Regions from separate parts of the Mus musculus genome. Here region 1 is linked to region 2. A link is a contact called in public HiChIP or PLAC-seq data. All regions are on one chromosome and are shown on one strand. Each heading gives the region's core, a stretch centred on a gene start, on an enhancer-like site or on the middle of the called end of the contact. The rest is flanking DNA. Distances are from core to core; before and after follow the strand shown. Region 1 has its middle 150 kb from the start of Gm27217. Region 2 has its middle 65 kb from the start of Gm19585.

Region 1 (6,000 bases), core at 1,105-3,604, 240 kb after region 2:
CTCAAGTGAGTTACAGCAGCAGGAGATACCTATGGCCAATTTTATTGTAAAAACAGAAGTATATAATTGACTATTGACCTAGACTGGTATTTATACAGCGAGTGGGGATAAGCAGTCACTTAATTACCCTGTGAATATGCTTGAGGAAGGTTAGCTATGAGAGGTGTGCCATCTTCACAGCACACCATAAGTGAGATAGGCCATGAAAGATACAAGCATCTCTGAGAATAGTAATCTCTGATTACTGGTTCTGCTTTTTACCTGCCCTATAGAATGTGTAGAAGCATGTCAGAATTGGTGTGCAATTTCCATGAGCCAACAAACAGTATACATAAGACTAGTGCTACAAACAGCAGAAGACTTAGACAAGTAGGTGATTTTCTCAGGGGCCTCGAGGCCAAGGCTATGTCGTCAACTGGCACAGCTATGGCAAAAGTCATGCCAGAGTTTCTGGATCTCTGATCCTACTTTTAGCGGGTGAGAAACTGGAATTCAGATAAAGCAGTACACTTGAGCACTAAAATAAATAGCTAAGGTGGGACTGAGCCAGGAAGATAAGATTCTCATACTCCATGATAGTCAAGGTGGAAGCTGAACTTGCACAATGAAGCTTCTGATTGATTATGTGAAAATAGGAAGCATGGAGTACGGGCATCTCAGGGACTCAGGTGCCCTGGATTCCTCCAGGTCTTATCAAAAAGCAAACAAAAATGTTTGCTCAGTTCTAATCTTTCTGGTAGAAGGTGATGATGCATACTCAAGAGCTGTGGAGTTTGCATTTCATTTCCTGATTTTGGTTCCTGTGCCTTTGTGTTATAATGGTTTAACTAAATCAAAATATGTCTACCAGAATTCATGTCCATGCATGGCTCCATGATATTGTCAACCAAAATAAAGTTTTATATTGGCATAGAGGGCAGAGTGAAACGATCATAGTTGCTCTTTCAGGACAGCTGTTGGGCCTTGGCGATGAAGACCTCCTGTTTTGGGTGTGCTAGTGTGTTGGTCAGTGTAGGGAAGCATCCAGGTGGCACTCATCCTACTCCAGCCACGCCTCCTTCTTCAGCTTTCTGTGAGCCAGGATCCCATCTAACTTTGTAATAAGAAGCTTTTCCTGTGGCCCAAAACTGAACAAGGTGAGCTTCAAAAACACCCAGTGTTGTATTAAATATTTTTAAAAATCCCAGTGGAGGGAAGGTTCCTGCTACCTACCCCAATGGTTTGTCTTCCCAAATGAAAGAAACACACACAGCCTTTATATTTTGATATGCCTTAATCAGCTCAATAGCTGGGCCACTGCCTAACCTCTCTGTGGTTAATCCACCCAAGCTATTACCTACTAAACTCTATATTCTATCTTGGCTGCCCTGGACCCAGAAGGCTGCCTAACTGGACCATGCTCTCTAGGTTCTATCGCATACTGGCTATATCTCTGTCCTCCACTATTCTCAGGCATAGTGTCTCCCCTCTCCTCCACTCTCCCTGCATGGCAGATCTCCTCTTCTTCTCCCCTCATTCCTGTCCCAAGCCTGGGAATACTCTAATCCTGCCTCTGTCTGCCCTGCCTAGCCATTGGCAGTGAGCAGCTTTATTACCAATCAGAATCAACTGGGATCAGGGTACCTCAGTGTCTTATATTGGAACTGTCATATGTAAGCAATTTGGGGGACCCAAATTAACATTAGAATAGAAGCATCATTAGGCCAAACTCAGTACAACCCAGGGGCTCCAATATACTCTTACCTGCTCCTATTCATACCAGATTTCTTTTTTTTTTTCCTTAAAGACAAATCTTGCTGAAGCCATGATCTGAACTACATAAAAAATCAATAGACCTACATGAACTCTTCATCAGCTTCCCAGCTTTATACAGAACCCCCACTGGTAAGCTTCTGCTCCATGTGTTCGGTGTTGAAAGTACTTCTCTGATCAACCCATACCCTGACATCAGGACTATACCAGAGATCTATTTTATGACTTAGGGACAGAGACTGACATACTCCTGAGCATGGGTAAAAATGGAGTATTCAGGGTGGGTTCCCAGGGTTCTACAGCATCACAGAAAACACAGCACACAGACTGACACCAAATCCTATGGGAACCTGAGAGGTGAGCACCCATGCAGGAATCAGGCCAGGGATAAATACCTGGCCATGCCTTGTGAAGGGAAAGTCCCACTTCCGCAGGTTCAGAGAGAGAGGCTCTAGGAGAAGAGCCTGGGATCTACTGTGGCTAGATCTTACCTAAAGAGTCTCGATTTTAAATGTATGTAACCACAGATAACACATGTCTAGGGTTAGTAATTTCTTTCTGCAGGCCAGACTGGCTCACAGTAAGCATATACTACAGAGGTAAAAGTATCTGGGTTGAGGTTTCTGCACCACCACTCAGATATGTTACTTATCCTTTGACAAATGACTGGGGTTAGGGAGGTGGATCTTCATGTCCTTTGTCTCTAAGCTGTCAGTGAGAACACTTATCTCCTCTGATGTCTATTAAGACCAAAAGAGTACCTAAGATACCAGAAAAGGCTATGAGAAAGAAAAACTAGTTGTTCACTAATCTATGACAGAGTGCCTCCTAATCACTTACAAGCTGACGTCCTGTCATTACTGAGGGCTCGCTTTCAGAATTACTTTGTGTGTGTGTGTGTGTGTGTGTGTGTGTGTGTGTGTGTATCATTGCTTGCTCTGAGAAATGGTGAAAGGAAACAGGTGAAATAATTTGCTTTTAGTTTCTTCAGTGTTTCTCATATTGTGTCTTAAAAATATGACGAGTTGGGGCCAGGCAGATAATTCGGTGGATACAAGATTTGCTGCACAATATGAGGATAAAAGTTCAGACCCCAAGAATGAATGTAAGTTTCATGTGAGTATAAAGGCCTGCCTGTAATCCCAGGTCTTTATACTCACATACTCAAAGAGCATGCCCATGCAAGATGGCTAGCCAAACCAGCCCTGCATGTGAGCTCTCCTTTCATTTGAGAGGCCCTTGAAGGGACTCTGGCCAGCTTGAGTGTGGCGAGCATGCCTCTGGCAGGCCTTACTTACCCTTTTGCCCAATTCTCTCTGCCTTGCTAAAAATTGTTAGATTACATATGTGAAGCTAGCCCCCAAGGTCTATCCCATTAGTTGTACCAATCCCTCCTTCTCTGGCTGATTACCAAGGTCCAGCTATCAAAGTACTGAAGACTGGCAATCAGCCCTCTTTGGTTCACCTAATTAACATACACAATTAAAATTAAACACCTTGTCCTAACACGAGGTCTCCCCTTTATAAGCTGCCACTTTCCTATGTGCCACCTCTGTCTCCTCTCTCTCAAGAGGCAATCCTTTGTCCTTCTCCCTTGCCCCTTTCCTCCCCTCTCCTTTGTCCCCTTTTCCACTCCCTCTTTCTCTCTTCCTGTCCTTGCTCCTTATCCCTGCCTTCTGTCCCTCTGGAACAATACATTTTCCTTATACTGAGAACTTGGTCTTTGGGGTCCAAGCTAACACTTTTCCTTTCATCCCTGTCTCAATAAATAATGTAAAGGAAGACTTCACTGTCAGACCTCCACATATATATGGAGGCATATGGGTCCATACCCATTCAAAGGTGCATATACTCACCCATAGACACATGTACCAAAACAAACACATGAGTGCAGGAGGGGGGATATAGCTCAGTGGTTAGGAGGTGGAGTTCAGTTCTCAGTGCACATGTCTTATGGTGAACAACTGCCTGTAACTCCAGCTCTAGGAAATTCAACTTCTTTCTGGTCTTTATGTGTACCTGGACACACACACACACACACACACACACACACACACACACACAAATAAATCTTTAAAATAATGTCTGAGGTGGGAGCTGGAGATATGGCTCAAAGGTTAAGAACTGACTATTCTTACAGAGGACCCAGATTCAATTGGTTGCTTGTACCTGTACAGTAGATCACAGCTGCATGTAATTCCTGTCCCAAGGATTCTGATGTGTCTTCTGACCTCCACATGGAACAGGCACACACATAGTAAGCAAACATACAAGCAGACAAAACATTTATACAATAAAAATAAATAAAGATATAATATAAAAAAACAAACAAACAAACCTCAGTTGCTTTTCAGCTGTTTCCAACACACAGTTCAGGGTGTGAGATGTTTCATTTCTTTGATGAGTGACCCCCATCTCTTCTAAGTTTCAGGCTTGCAAAAAGAATTCTCATGCTGGTACTTTCATATTATAAGGTACTGAGCATATCAGAAGATGCCACTGGAGAAATTTCAAACAGAAAGACTGGTATTTGTTCCCCACTTAGCCATAATGCTAAGGACCATTGTCATTCAAAAGGCTCCTGTTGTTCAGTCACTCATCTTGCTGAGAGTGATTCTCAAAATTTCATGAATAGTAAGATAGTTTCTGGTTCCCTAGATGTTAAAATATGAACAAAGGAATTCATATTAAATAGCATTGAATAGAGCCTTTGCAAAACAAAAAACAACAACAACAAAACAAACAACCCCCAAAAAAAGAAACAACGAAAAAAAAAAACATTGCAAATTGAAATAACAATAACCACAACAACAAAAAGTCTAAGAGAACAATCCAAGTTATATAAAGAAAACCACCTAGTATTTTTACAAGTCTCAGATGTGTTATCTGTGTCCTTTCTAGGGCCTTCCTTAAGATATTTACTGTTATGTCTAGAGAATGGGAAAATCTGGTTTCCAATGATGGTATATGGCACTCATGGGTGAATAGGTAAGTTTGAAAAGTCACATGCACGACAATCCTGCTCATTTGAGTTTGAGGGCTTGAAGACCAAACCAGAGAAAACAGGGACAGAAGGATTCAAGGCCTTAATCCCTCTGGGAAGGCATATTGAGGTGAGAAAAATCATGGGAGAAATTAAATACAATGCATAACACATTCATTTAAGTCAAAACATATAACCTGATGTGGAGAGAGGGAAAAAGAGAGGAGAGAGAGAGAGAGAGAGAGAGAGAGAGAGAGAGAGAGAGAGAGAGAGAGTCAGGGAAGAGGGGAAAGGCAGAGACAAGGTTCTAGAAATTCCCCATGGTGCTGAGATCTCACAGACCCATTCGCCCACCAAGCCTACATTCCAATGTTTCCTCTGTGAGAAGAGAAGAGAACTGCTCTGATCTGGGCTATCTTGTCCTCCTTGCTTAGCCTCTTTACCTGCAAGTGTCAGGTGTTAGAAAAGGAAGCCAGCACCAGAGAGAAACAGAGCAAGGAAGGGCTCTCCTGCCCCACATCCCACCGCTATAAAGGATTCCAAGAGCTGAACCGGGCATTGTATATTTCATTTACAACGACTGTACAACAGCTGTATAATCGATGTTGTTGAAGATGTGAGTGTTGCTCAGAGTGAAGCATAAATGTCCACAGCGAGCTGCAAATGTGAATAAGAATGGCCTGCCTGCATAGTAATTGGTATTATTACTGGAATGAATGAGAAAGCCACATATGGACGGATGGGTGGGGCTACGAAGGGGTGAAACAGGAGAGACTAATGGTTGCTTTATTTTCTCTTACCCATGTCCCTTCTTTCAGATAACCAGTCATTGCAGGTGGAGGAAAAGGAATGAAAAGTAGAAAACACAGCAGGCAGAAGGTAAAGCAGTTTATCTATAACATGCCCTTTCCACTCCTATTAATTGTAGCAAATTATAACATGCATCCCCTCCTGCGGAGGAATCTATTACAAAGGGGTAGAAAGACAGACTTAGTCAACTGGGTGGGGGTTGGGGGGGGGAGACATCGGAAAGAGAAACACTTCAGGTTAATTGGAGCTAAGAATATAAAATACTCATCTTAAAGTGTGTGCTTCAGTTATGAGAAGGAAAGTGTCGAGATCAAAATGTTTTCTGTGCAGGATTCAACACAGCATGGGTGTTTTGAAACAAGCGGTAATCATTTCTCATGGAGAAATCAGAAGCAGCAGCTCCTGCTTAGGACAAGCGCAAGAGAGACCAATTCTAGTCTCCCTGGGGACCCTGG
Region 2 (5,482 bases), core at 450-2,949:
TTTAAATGTTTGAATTATCATTGATATTTGAAATCCAAAGTTAATCAGTGACTATTTGTTGATCCCTTCCTAGATACTAATCCATCAATCCATCAGATAGCAGAACTGTTGCTAAGTTGAGGATCTCAGTTTGATCACCAGACCAATTAAGAAGTGCCTTTTGATGAATAGCAGAAAGGCCTTCCTTGTTATGTCCTGCTGGTTTGCCTGACCCAGGAGAGCCAGAACAAGAGCTCTGTAGAACTGATCACTTGCCTACTAACATCAGCTGATTCACAAAGACCAACCCAAGCTTGGAAATATGCTATAGTTGGACATGGTGTTACACCCATGCATCTCAGCACCCAGGAGGCTGAGTTTGTGAGTTTGAGTCCAGCCTGAGTAATATAGCATGACAATGTGATGAGAGAGAGAGAGAGAGAGAGAGAGAGAGAGAGAGAGAGACAGAGACAGAGACAGAGACACAGAGAGAGACACAGAAAGAGACAGAGAGACAGAGAGACAGAGAGACAGAGAGAGAGACAGAGAGAGAGAGAGACACAGAGAGAGACACAGAGAGAGATTGAAGGCAAGGAGTGGTCAGCTTAAGCCAAATTATGGGAGAGTAAACCACTTAATGCAAAGTTCCTCTGGGTAAGGAATTTAACAGAAGGCTCCTCTAGTGCCCACTATCCACTCACCACCCCCTCCCCTGCCAGGATCATGTCCTTACTTCCTCACACTGCAAAAAGAAAAGGAGGCACATGAAATGTCAGGGCTGAGAGCACTTTGAGAAACCCTATTCTAAAACTTACATATCCTCTTCATCATAAGACAGCCATGTCTCTGGCTTATCTAAACCAAGCATAATTCCAGCATTTTTATAAACATTTTTCTACAATAAATATTATCTACTCTTCCAGAACCTACGTACTCTAAGACATGTGGCCATGCATAGTGTTGACCATAATAGAAAACCTTTTTGGTGTTATCAAGCTGAGCTCAACTTCTGACAGGGAAATCAAAATACCATTACTTCTGGCATTTATACATTTATATAAGTGGATTGAAAAATAGTTAGAATTCATTTAGCTATGACTACCCTTTTGTGTCAGAGGTGACTATCCACTCAACAATGCCAGGCTTGCCTTGCACAGTGCCACTGTGGCTGAGAAGTGTCTCTACAGAGAAATACCCCAAAGCCGTACAGTTGGGTGCCTGATCATGGGAATGATATACCCAATAGAATGTAAAGTAAACAAAATTGTCTTGAGCCACTTCTAAGCCAAGTGTCTTTATTCCTGACAGGTCCTGGAGACAATCTTTAGGGAGAGGTGGCAGTATTGCACAGAAGCACCTTCAGTCTGGAACACACGAGTTGGACTGTCATGAGGGAGAAAAGCAATTCTGTCATTTGTGGGCACTCTGCACAGCAACCTAGGTGTCGGCGAGCTTTCCCTGTCTCTCAAAATAATACAGCTTTGAAGAAAATATGATGGAACAGCATTCCAGAAAAGAACAGGCTGATCTTTAGAAAGTCTTGAAGAAGACTGGTAGCAGATCTCTCTGAGAAGATGTGCTGGTTGACAGTTGTGCTAAGTCTGCTGTGTTAAGACCTCAGAAAGGGCTTTTCAAAAGGCGAGGGCATCAAGCTCACACTTCCTGAAGCAGGAAGAAATTCAGCACACCTGTGGACAACAACTACTTGATAAAAGTGTGCAAAACAAACAAGGTGGAACACTCTGAGCTGAGAACAGAGAAAGGTCACAGAGACTCTGTGGTGAGGAGCTGGGGTGCTACTACAGCTAAGACAGGGAGCCACTGGTATCTTAAGATGGGTAAAGATGAAGAATGGAGATCCCTAGTTTAGACAGAACACTGTTGTGTGGGAAACGGCTTACCCTATGGCAGAGCTGAAATGGAGTTTACTCTGAGAACAAAATCTTTTCATGCCTCTGTTTTCCTTAGCCCAGTTCTGAGCCCGCTGTTCTGGCTCATGCTTTCCTAGCCTTGGGTAATATTTTCTGTTCCTCCTTTCTTCCCCTCCCAGAACTTACATCTATTTTAGTTTGACTAGAATGCATTTCCTCCAATGGCTTTTTAAAATTTATTTTATTTCCCCACTCTCTATCTCTCCCTCCTCCCTTTTTTCTACCCTTCTTCATCCATTTAATCCCCCCCCACCCACAGTATCTCTTACTTCCAGGCCTTCACACACAGTATTTTCCTCTGTCTTGGTCTTGTATAGTCCCATTTGTTACTCCAGTTTCAGCTTAGCTAGCAATTCATGTTAAAAGCTTTCGTCTCTTTCATAAGAACGAGTAGGACATTCTATTCAATGTATCCAGAGGCTGTAGAGCACTGAGGCTTATTGTGTTATGATTTTCTATCTATTAGAATGTAAACTGCACATCAGCAATTCATTCCTATAGAGTCCACCACATATACAGACATTTAATAAATAGTAATTGGATGAATACAGACCAATACTGAGTCAAAAGGACTTTCTTAAGGTTACAAAAGGACCCATCACCTGGAGGGCAAGAAGAAATGCATTTGAAATGGGATAAGAATGAATGGAGGAGGTTGCTAAAATGGTCTCATGTCATGTGCTCCAACCTCACTGGTTGCTGGTAGACAAGCATATCTAACTTATTTCAGCGGAATGTTGGACTCACCATTGCTTCAAAGAGGAACCCGCTTCATAAACTGGAGAGAAGTACATAAGTATTAAGTGATCTTTTAATCATCCAGCAACATAATATTGCTATTATTATAGACACTTGTGATGGACTCATTTTTCTGTCTGATAGGGGAAAACAGCTTGGGAATTTTCTTAAATATGCAGACATTCTTGTCTGGCAAATGTTTGGTGATAAAGGTCACTGTGAACTTATCGAGAAGCTCTGCGGGACAGAAGCAGCGTTTATTTATGTGTATTTATGTGCTTATTTACTGATGGCTTTGCTGAGGAAAGCTATATTGTCAAGTGCTCTAATTAAGAAATAATAATGTAATTGATTTTTTATGGATTATCTTCAATTGAGTCCCTTCACAACAGCAAACTCTCATTGACTACCCGGGATAATTGATGGCTTCTCGGCACAATGCCCTTGGCTGATTGCAGAGCCGTTGACACAATGCACAACAACAATCATGAGTGAGCTTGGTACTCACAGTGGTGACCCCTAGAAAGGCAGGAAGCTGAAGTGGGAAGGATGCTATCATTTCAATGAGTGACACAGGTCGAGGGTTGTTTTTTTTTGTTGTTGGTTTTTTTTTTGTTTGTTTGTTTTTGTATTTTTTTTTTTAATGAGAGGGTTGAGCTAAACCAGGAGTTTAGGAAATAGTGAGAAAAATGCAACAAAACCACTTAATCACATGTGCAACTTATGTGTCATGAGACATATATTTAAAACAGGCCCAAGTGGTAACTATAGTTGAAGTGAGTATGGGAAATACAAACTTGGATTCAGATCTCTACCACTGACCTCAGAATAGCTCAAGGATTCCCTTCATAGTGTGCTCTAAGGTACATCTTCAGGTTCCAGCATGTAGAGTTAAGTAGTATGTTGGCAAGGACCACCAATCTCAACTTGGAGTAATGTGCTTCAAAACATATCCTACTATGGTCAATTCTGAGTATCAAACTTTGGTGAAATTTGAGGCATCTTCTGTTTATTAATTTGCTTATTGCAGTGTATGTGTGTGTGTGTGTTCTGTTATCTGTGTGTATGTGCCTATTTAAACATATGTATGGTTTGACTCACAATCTCACAGAACTCTTGAGTTTTCTTGTTTTAGCAGGTGTTATGGAGTTTTCATTGGCCTGATTTACCCAGGAGGGCTGTTGATAACACTGGTTACTGGCTGGCCACTCACATTGACTCATGTGGCAATTAGGAAGATTATCCAAGATCACACCATGTCTTCATGATGCCTGCACTCATACTTTTTAACCTCATGGTTGATTTATCCTCATCTCCAAAATAAAAAGACCCAGCTATACTACTTATGGATGGAGATCATACACACAGTCAGTGAATAAACAACTTAAGCCAAACAACTCTTCAAGGCTGAAGGGATGAAATAAGACAATCAAGCTGTGTTTCTACCATAGAGTTTACACATAGTCTTTGTCTCTAACAGTAGATACTAAGGATGATTTTTGACTCTACTACAATCACACATCTGGAAAAGTCTGGGGATATATTTTCTTTGCTGTTTAAGAAGTAGGAGGTGTTTGGCTACTAGAACACAGTGGATAGATGAACCTTAACCTACAATCCACAGGGAAGCCTCCAATGGAGGAACTATAGAAAGCACCCAAGGAACTAAAGGGAATTGCAACCCTATAGGTGGAACAACAATATGAACTAAGCAGTACCCCGGAGCTCTTGTCTCTAGCTGCATATGTATGAAAAGATGGCCTAGTCGGCCATCACTGCAAAGAGAGGCCCATTGGACTTGCAAACTTTATATGCCCCAGTACAGGGGAACTCCAGGGCCAAAAAGGGGGAGTGGGTGGGTAGGGGAGTGGGGGTGGGTGGGTATGGGGGACTTTTGGTATAGCATTGGAAATGTAAATGAGCTAAATACCTAATAAAAAGTGGAAAAAACAAACAAACAAACAAACAAAAAAACAAAGAAGTATGTGCCCTGAGATGCCAACAGAGCCAAGAATGACAGATGTTGAAAGAGAGGTGCTTGAAAGAGGTAGCATGAAAATAGACATTTGTCTTTGTTGGTCACCTGTTATCGTGAGTAAAACCTCTGACAAAACATCAGAGGAGAAACAACTCCTCTGTTAATATCCATCATGAGAGGAAATCAAGGCAGTGTGAACTTGAAGTGGCTGGTCACATCCCTAGGCTAGAGTGGAGCGAAAATGAATGCACACATGCTTATGTTCATCTTGCTTTCTTCACTATTACACAGTCCTAGATCTCAGCAGGTGAATGGCATCACTCACAGAGGGATGCTCTTTCCACCTTAATTATGTAATCAAGCTCTGCTCCCGTCCTGACATGTCGAATGGCCAACCTAATCTATATAAGCCTTCCTCGAGACTCCCATCTTAGGTGACTTTAGTTTGTGTAAAGTTGACAGTTAAAACTAATCATCATGCCATAAAAAGGTAAAACTGTTGAAAAGGCCAGCAAGGTAGCCCAGATATAAATTTTCACCTATTTGATTTCTGAGACTATTATTGCAACTCTGCTCCAAAGTTTCTCAGCTAGCTAATGGTGCCCTGATTAATAACTCTACTGGGAATGAATAGAAATCCCTGTTTAAAAACAGAGACATACACAAGACACATTTCCCTGAATCATCTGGAGCAGAAGTTACTATTATTAGAGCTCCAGAAACACCATTCTACAACCAATGTTTCATCTTGTGATGCTCATAAAAATCTTCCTGACCTCAGAGTTCAAGGTGATGGTTTTGCCTGTCAGGTATTCAGGGATCAAATATTCTGTCACAGATATCCCTCCTATGAAGA

The links. HiChIP or PLAC-seq counts read pairs in DNA pulled down with a chosen protein or histone mark.
Region 1: an H3K27ac HiChIP or PLAC-seq map of double positive thymocytes shows a contact between it and region 2, with 3 times the contacts expected there. The contact joins two enhancer-like sites. A contact is called at or near these places in 1 of 39 promoter capture datasets (HPC-7-derived erythroid cells), 3 of 484 Hi-C or Micro-C datasets (cortical neurons, double positive thymocytes and nephron progenitors) and 4 of 115 datasets of contacts at active chromatin or transcription factors (T-cell acute lymphoblastic leukemia, double positive thymocytes, large pre-B cells and 1 more).

The regions. Positions count from the first base shown.
Region 1 is chr17:52,453,492-52,459,491 of GRCm38.p6, forward strand. No RefSeq gene overlaps it. Among named protein-coding and RNA genes, the nearest start is that of Gm27217, 150 kb to the right of the region's middle. Within about 2 kb of position 2,355, at least 13 of the 459 cell types and tissues checked have an H3K27ac peak or open chromatin away from gene starts, as enhancers often do. A contact at or near this core is called in double positive thymocytes, where this site is marked.
Region 2 is chr17:52,211,447-52,216,928 of GRCm38.p6, forward strand. No RefSeq gene overlaps it. Among named protein-coding and RNA genes, the nearest start is that of Gm19585, 65 kb to the left of the region's middle. Within about 2 kb of position 1,700, at least 12 of the 459 cell types and tissues checked have an H3K27ac peak or open chromatin away from gene starts, as enhancers often do. A contact at or near this core is called in double positive thymocytes, where this site is marked.